Linked DNA regions of Zea mays: region 2 is linked to region 1. A link is a contact called in public Hi-C data. All regions are on one chromosome and are shown on one strand. The core of a region is the stretch at or near the end of the contact, and the rest is flanking DNA. Distances in the headings are between cores, read along the strand shown. Region 1 has its middle 45 kb from the start of LOC100383867. Region 2 holds the start of LOC100272237.

Region 1 (4,241 bases), core at 1,256-3,755:
CTCAGCTACTTCTACTTGCTGAACCTCAGAATCCTCAGTAGCTTGCTCGTCTACTCGCATCAACACAATACATACATAGTATAGCAAAAATTAACATTACACCAAACATGTAATTAAAATACACAATAATAATCTAGACATTAAAATAAGATCATAGGAACTGGAATCATTAAATTTGGAGTTATAGATTTCAAGTTATGAATTTCCTAAGGTTTAATGTGCTTGAAATAGGATTAAATGAGAAATTAATTTTCTTACTGTTTTCGTGTCAAAACAGAGTGATAGACAATAATATTACAAAATTTTAGAAATTGGAATGGTTCAATTTGGAGCTAAAATGAATTTTCTATGCATTTTACAAGTTTCTAGAATTGTTTTTGTATTAAAAACGAATTTCTATAATTATTTCTCTGTTTTTAATCTTCTCTGGACTCGGCCTCAATTCCTGGGAAACTCAGGGGTCACGGTGCAAACTCTTCTAAGACTCAAAACGCTACTGAGTGGACTGCGGGTTGATTGCTTAAAACTCTAGGGGCTCTATTGTGGGCCGAACGATCCAGATCCTGCGGTCTGGATTCAATCCTAGCGCGATGAAGCGGTACGCCATATCAGCCGTCAGATCCAAGTGCAACGCTCCTGATTTAAAAACCTAAGATCTAATCCTGTGCACACGATTTAGATCGGACGTTCCGTGACGCTGAACCGAAACGGTATCCAACATCTAATCGTGGCCGTTGACGTGGATCAGACGGTGCACAACCATCCTCTCCAATCCGACCCGAGGCGTGGCGGCGCAGCACAGTATCCGCGGTGGAGGCTCGCCGGCGCGCCCGCGATTCAATGCCCCAAGCCCAAAATTGACGGGTGCTACGCAACGAGGAGGTGAAGGCGAATCGTTTGGACGGGCTTCTTACCGGGAGTAGAGGCGGCAACCACCCTGCTCGCGACGCGAGGCGGATCCACGGCGGTGTTCTAGCGCCGACGATTCCGGACCCGATCCCGTTTCCGATGATAAAATGCGGATACGGAAACGGGAGAGGGGTTTTTCCGTCCATTTCCGTCCGTTTTCATCCCTACCTTCTAGTGCTTCCCTGTCACACTGCCCCTCACGCTGTAATGATGTGGTGTTTAATCATAACCATATACCGTCAATTATACAGGTGATTTTCAGAGGTATACATTGGTTTAGATTTTGGAGACTCCTACAGAAGGAAGAAACACAACAACAAATCCTTGTCGTGTGTCAGTCTTTGGAGGTGGTGGCCATGGAGGTCTTCGCGAGCCACGGGTGACGGTCTAATACAAGGATTGACGCGGTTTAGTGTTTGTGATCTTATATTCCATACCATATTTTAAGTTGAAGTTTGTTTGATTCACAAATTGTTGGGATGATGTATTATTTGAGTTGTATGGCTGTATGCATGAAAATGCAAAAGGCCGGAACGATATTTCCATTTCCAAAAAAAATGTGTATGCTCTAATTCTTGGCTGAACCTCTAGCAGGCAGCAGCCCCTCCATACTATTCCTTCTAGTGCTTCCCTGTCACACTGCCCCTCACGCTGTGGGGACATCAAAATCTCCTGCCCCTTCGGCGTAGGACCAGGCTGCTTCAAGCAAGGCTTCGAGCTCACCTGCAACCACACAACGCATCCTCCTGGCCTCTTTTTTGCAAACAGTACCAGCACTCAGATCAATTCCTTCCATCGTCGACGGCTATAACTATGTTTATGTTTCTACAATTGGTTTCCACATCACCAAGAGCCCAGGGGTGAACACCTACCACAGGACATGGGAGGCCCCTGCCAAGGGCGTCATGCTGGATGGAGCAGGGAACGACCTGCGCGTTGTGGGCTGCGGATGTCGACGTCTACCTGTTCAGCCATAGTACAGGCCATCTCATCGGTGCTTGCACAAGCACTTGCTGCAGAGACGAAAAAGAGATCAAGGGAAGTTCTACTGTGGAGGGACACTGTCAGGGACGAACGATGGCTGCTGCAAGATCATGTTGGCGTCGGACCTGAAACTACGAGCGTATGGCGTCAAAGTTGTTCGTCATGACGTCGCAGTAGCAAAACAACACCCTGATGTCAAGGTTATTGTATCGAATCGATACGGTTACTATACAGACGATCTCTACTCAAGTTGGGTAAACTCAAGCAATGTTGGAGGTTCGTGGCTTGAGATGGTCATCACAGACCAACCAAGCTGTGAAAGTGGCAAGATGAATCAGGACAGTTATGTCCTACCATCTGGTGGAGGCTACAATTGCTTCTGTCCCAGTTACGCTCTTGGCAACCCCTACGTTATAAATGGCTGCATCCAAGGTACATAATCTATCTATCTCTTGTTAGACAAATAAAGTGCTGAGCACCATGTAATCTTGTTGGAACCAGTATTCACGCGTTCAGTTTGTTTGGCGTAGTTTCATGGGTGGCTGGAACGCGCACAGACCATTCCATGACCGCCATGTAGGTTACCCCGTCGTGACGTCGTATTTGCGTTGTGCACGTCTTTCTGATCCGAAATTACAAGAGACGTGGAGCCTTCGTGCGACGGGGAAACGGCTATAAGCCGGATATATCTCGTTCATTATTGACTAGAGAATAAACTCAGAAAAGCTGCAGCCATCAGTCTGCAGGCCAAATTCTCTCGTGTGATATTTTTCTAGATGTGTGTGACTGCGTTCCAAATCAGTGATCCTACGCCGTGGTGATCGTGGCCAGCGTTCGCCGACGGTCTGCGTCGTCTTCACTCGTCAGGGAACCGACTGTGACGGCTCGGTTCTAACATCTCTCTATATATGTGTATATATGTAGGGCTGAAAAAAAAGCTCGACGAGCTGGCTCGGTCTCGCAGCAGCCCGAGCCGAGCCTGTTTTTGTGGCTCGTGAAAAGAGCGAGCCAACTCGACTCGGTGCAGCTTGCGAGCTGGCTCGTGGCTCGACCCAACAATAATTTATTGCATAAAATCTTAATTAGCATATAACATTAGTACCGAGTAGACAATTAATTTATGTTATTTAAGATTACTATAAAAAATAATCTATTTTATATATTATATTAGTGATATATCTATTTTACTAATTTAAAATATGTTATTTAAATTTTTTTTAGATTTTATATTATAATTTAGAGAGCTTGCTAGATGGGCGAGCCGAGACGAGCTCGGCTCAGCTCGGCTCGTTTCCACCCCTAATAACACATATATTATATATGTGTTATATTCATCACCTTAGTTGATAATCACCCACACTAAAATGACTTGTAAATTTAAGTTATTTATGATCTTTGTAAGTCATTTCAGGATAGTTGATCATCACCTAAGGTAGCATTATTCATCATCCTAGGTAATGATCACTCATCCTAAAATAACTTAATAATTTTTTATTAATTGTTAAGTCATTCATGATTTTTTGTTAAGTTATTTCAAGGTTGGTGATTAACATCTATGATAACAAATAGCGTGTATGTGTGCATGTTGTTTTCAAATATTTATAGATATGGATACCGGGGAATACTAGTTTAGGTATACCCATTCCTCATAGAGATTAGAGGGAATAGAAATGTCAATGGGTATCTGATAGCCGATGTGTAAATACCCCATATATTAGGGCCTGTGTATAGCGAATTTTGGTATCCATGAGCTCTTATTAGGCCATTTTCTATAACCATAAGAATGGTGGGTGTGGACATGTTCTCTCTTGTCCTATATATACCCGTTAAGATATGATATGTGGGTATAGATTATAGAAGTCCTCCATATAAAATACCAAAAACTTGTGTTGCACACAAAGATAGTTTACTATTGTTACATCTTTTGTTGTTGATGAGGTTTGGGGCTTCTATATTTTATATTTGGTTTTTAAAGTCGTGGTTAAAATGAGTATGTCTATTGAAACGTTAGTGGATATGGGTGATGGGTACCTGTTTCCCACGCGGGTGGTGGGTATATAGGGTAATTTTGTACCCGTGGTGAGGTGGACACGTGTATGATCTTGTGTACCTATTGAATATCTTACCCACCGCCAGTCTCAGGAGGGAATTGAGAGGGTCACAAATATTCTACATGGGAAATGATTTGATCCAAATGAGTTCTTAAATGATGCTAAGATGCACCCCTGCTTGTTTAAATACGTAAATTATTTTGTTTCCACAAGTTCAAAATAATGATCCCATCCTGCACCCACAATATTTTATTATATTGTTAAAATTATTAGTTGTGATTTGCGAACAGCCGGTCG
Region 2 (4,241 bases), core at 715-3,214, 180 kb before region 1:
CAATCTTGGGCTGCCGAACGGCCCCTAAAGGTGTCCAATCTATGCACTACTTGACCTTCCAAATTAACATCTCCTTCCTCATGTGTAGTGTGGAAATCAGAACGCATATATTTGGTCTTAGTTCTACTGAGTCTAAAACTTTTGGACTCCAGAGTCTCTCGCCAAAACTCTAGTTTCCTATTTACTATTGTCCAACTTTTATCAGCTAGTACTACATCGTGCATAAAAAGCATACATCAAGGATATCCCTTTGTATGTCTGTTGTGACCTTATCCATTACCATACCAAGGCAAAAAGGTAAAGGCTCAAAGTTTATCTATGATGTAGTTCTATTCTAATCAAAGTCATTCGTGTGCCAAAATTAAACTTGCTGATGAGTAACTTTTTAATTCCAGCTGAACAACATATTTGTATGTCGTTTTATTATTCAATTTCAAATTATTTCAACCTGCAAGACCAGTGGTTGCACATGCCAGATTGGGCATCAACGCACAAAATAACATGGTTCATAAATAAGCCTGCAGATCATAAATAGTTATTTATGTTCGACCAATGCTTCAGATGCATGTGTCATGTCTGCTGAAGGAAAAAGGCCACGCATGCACCATGCATCTATTTTAAGAAGAGTCAACCAAATCAGACTCATCTGTTTTAGCCTGTCCTGAGTACACATGAGCACCAAATATTTGAAGAATATTTTTGTTGACTTTTTTACATGTTTATATTCAGCAACTGAAGCAACCACAAACTTTCGTCAGTTTCATCTCTAGTTTCTATGCATTTCATTGAAACAGGTGACTATCCTAGCAATCATGCACTCCTTGAGACCACATAATCAACGTGAGTCCACCTAACAGTGACACACTGAACAACATGTCCGAAACGACCAAGAAGATTTAAAGTTTTTCTCGTCCTTTATATACCAATCGTTTCACTTTTGCCGAGAACTCTACTTTTGAGTCGATATTGAAAGAGATAGGTTGGTGTTTTCTTTTGGGACAAAAGAACAACCGATTCCCTGACGTTCCAGGCTTACCAACTACAGCGAACTGCGAACGCTTTGTGTCCCCCTGTGGCTCTTCCTATCTGCCTTATACACTCATGATACTCCCAAATCCAAAAGCCACTATAGACAAACCAAACAAAGACATTGATCCGCTGTTCGCTCAACCAATTCGAACGACACATCCGCGGCTCAACCAATTCGAACGACACATCGGCGGCTCAAACAATTCGAATGGCACACCTGACGATTCATACGAAGGCGAGCATGAAATCGACGCAACAACCGCTCCCAAAAGCACGAGCACTACAAGTTCGTGTCAAGCAAAGAACGGCTACGATAGGAAATTACGAATTAGTTCGGGACGGGAGGGGTCTGGTTGGGTACCGACCGCTGAAGGCGATGCCGTAGGCAGAGACAACGCAGGTCTGGATGACGGTGTTCTCCTGCCTGGTGAAGGGCTGGCGGAGGAAGCCCATCCTCTCGGCGGCGGCGGTCCACATGCGGACGAAGAAGAAGCCGAGCAGCCCCGCGGAGACATTGAGGGAGGGGATGATCCCCGTGGTGAGGTTGAGCTTCATGACTATGACGCTGAACATGACGGCCAGCAGCGCGCTGACGACGAATGCCCGCAGCGTGAGCTGCTCCCGCCACGACGGCACCGCCTTGTCCGCGAACACCCGCTCCACGGACGCCTGGCCGTCGGCCCCAGCGCCGCCATTGCCGCCCAGCCCCTCGCCCTTGCCCGCGTGGCGGTGCCGCAGGGCGGGGGATGCAGCCGCCGCCTCGGACACCTCATCCTCGGCTCCGCCCCCGCCTCCAGCGGTGGTGTGCGGCGCCATTTGGTTGGGCGCTCGTGCTCGGGGCTCGGGTTGGTGTTTGGTGCCCGCCTTTTGGAGCAGCGGGGGAGGGGGTGGAGTGGTGGACTGCCGGGCTGGGACTTCCGGAAGAAGAGAAAAGGAAAAAAAAAAAGAGTGGGGGTCCGGGGCTGGGTGACGATGCGCTGCGCACTGGCTATACCGCCTGTACGTGTCCGAAATTTATTGGAGTAACATGCGGCAGCGGGTGCGCATTGTCCTTGCATTGAGGTGTGTGTGGCCCGTCTGCCGAGGTTAGATGCCGATCGTCCGATCCCATCGGACGGCGGCATAACAGTCCTGTGCAAGGGGCCGTGGCCGTGGGGAAGTGTGGACGTGGTTTGACTCTGACCGTTCCGTTATGGCGACCGTGCTAGAATTATTTACTTAGAGCATCTCCAAGAAAACATGTAAACTAACCCCAAAAGAGTTTTATGTGAAGAAAATGCTTTTTATGCCCTCCAACAGTTCCCTCTTCTTTCCCCCATATTATTCGTGTCCCGAATCCATTGCCTTTCCTCCCTCAAATTTACGTGTCACACATTGTTTCCCAATTGCTTCAGTGCACCTGGTTCCGTGTATTTTTTTCGCGCGTAGTTCTTTTGGTAGAGAAAGCACGACGTCCATGCTGATCAGCAACAGGCGGCGGCCTACTGGGCTCCGGTGCTTGCTTCTTCAGTCATCGAACAAAATGAACGATGAATATATATGTTCTTGTTTTTTGATCCATCATCTCACATCACCTCACATTGTAGAGTACTAGGATCAATATCCATCAGCTCATCGGCTGCTGTAGCGGGCAGCACAACAGAGGATAGCAGACTGCCGTGGCCACGTGGTTGTTTTAAACATTTTATAGATTGGTTATTAGCAGTCTGCTGTAGGTTTAGATTTTTTTAGGGATTTTTTTTACAACAATCCCCAATAACAAGTTTTGGGGAATAGTTTTTTAGTGGGCTCTTGGAGTTGCTCTTACTTGACTAGCATATAGATCCTGTTCGTTTATGAAATATATGTAAATGGCAACACAAATAATTCACACTCGAATATCCACGGTAATAAATTTAAATAAGCTCGTATCAGTTTCGAATATCCGCGGTAATAAATTTAAATAGGTTCGTATCAGTTTCTAGTGTGATATCTAATTACGGTTGAACTTAAACAAAGATAGTTTATCATTATCAGTCATTCATCACGTTACAAATATGTGAACCAAATGACACTATAGTATGTGCTAACGCTATGATCCCGCGAAGGGGAGTGATTGGGTTAGACTATCTCAGCAAACTCTCTATTTCTGACTTCACTATACAAACAGTACAATATACAGTGCAAAAATAGTACTTTGTTTACACGGTCTGCTAGAGATGGCCTTAATGGTGGTAATGAGCTCTAAATTTTACATTATAATGTTTAAGGATAAAATCGGATTAGAATCATGATCTATTTCCATTCATTTTTTAACTTGTCGGGTACCGTAATTAGGGGTACCCCCAACACTCCTATACACGGCTGGTAACCACCATCAGCACAAGTTGCAGAGACTGATGGGCACGATTCAGGTCAAGGCTTCGTCTACCTAAGGGGAGCGATCTTGCCTCGCCCGAACCCAGCCTCGGGCAGGAACTGAAGTCCCGGACGAAGTTACGTATCGCCCGAGGGCCTCCTCAGGCAGTGGGCACACCCTCGGCACGCCCGAGGCCTAGCTCAGGCAGGCTTCGTCGAGAAGCAACCTTGGCCAAATCGCCTCTCCAACCGACCGTATCGCAGGCGCATTCAATGCGAGGATCGCCTGACACCTTATCCTGACACGCGTGCCTCAGTCGTCAAGGTCGAAGTGACCGCAGTCACTTCGCCCTTTCACTGACCAACCTGACAGGAAAACAGCGCCGCTCGCTCTGCTCCGACTGATGTGCCACCCACCAGGGTGAGGCTGACAACAGCCAAGTTCAGCCTCAGGCGCAACAGGAGGCTCCGCCTCGCCCGACCTTAGGCCTCGGCCTCGGAAGGAGGTCTCCGCCTCGCCCGACCCCAGGGCTCAGCCTCAACCTCGGCCTTGGGAGGTGGTCTCCGCCTCGCCCGACCTCAGGGCTCGGCCTCAACCTCGGCCTCGGGAGGAATCGTGTCCTCGCCTGACCCCGGCCTCAGCCTCGGGAGAAGTCTCCGCCTCGCCCTACCTTGGGCTCGGACAGACCGCGCCATGGGGGATACATCATTACCCTACCCCTAGCTAGCTCAGGCTACGGGGAACAAGACTGGCGTCCCATCTGGCTCGCCCCGGTAACGAGTAATGATGGCTCCCCGCGTGCGTCCATGACGATGGCGGTTCTCAGCCCCCTACGGAAGAAGGGAAACGTCAGCAAGATCCCAGCAGCACCAAC

Evidence for each region. Hi-C and Micro-C count contacts between places; a contact is called where the count stands out from the background.
Region 2: a contact with region 1 is called in a Hi-C map of leaf, with 6 times the contacts expected there. The contact joins the promoter of LOC100272237 here to the enhancer-like site in region 1. A contact is called at or near these places in 6 of 25 Hi-C or Micro-C datasets (bundle sheath, endosperm, leaf and 2 more).

What each region holds. Positions count from the first base shown.
Region 1 is chr4:149,684,180-149,688,420 of Zm-B73-REFERENCE-NAM-5.0, reverse strand. No RefSeq gene overlaps it. Among protein-coding and RNA genes, the nearest start is that of LOC100383867, 45 kb to the right of the region's middle. Within about 2 kb of position 2,505, at least 5 of the 20 cell types and tissues checked have an H3K27ac peak or open chromatin away from gene starts, as enhancers often do. A contact at or near this core is called in leaf and leaf mesophyll, where this site is marked.
Region 2 is chr4:149,863,789-149,868,029 of Zm-B73-REFERENCE-NAM-5.0, reverse strand. LOC100272237 reads right to left here and starts at 1,964. Exons shown (of 6, transcript NM_001158813.2): 1 at 1,395-1,964. The coding sequence starts at 1,845.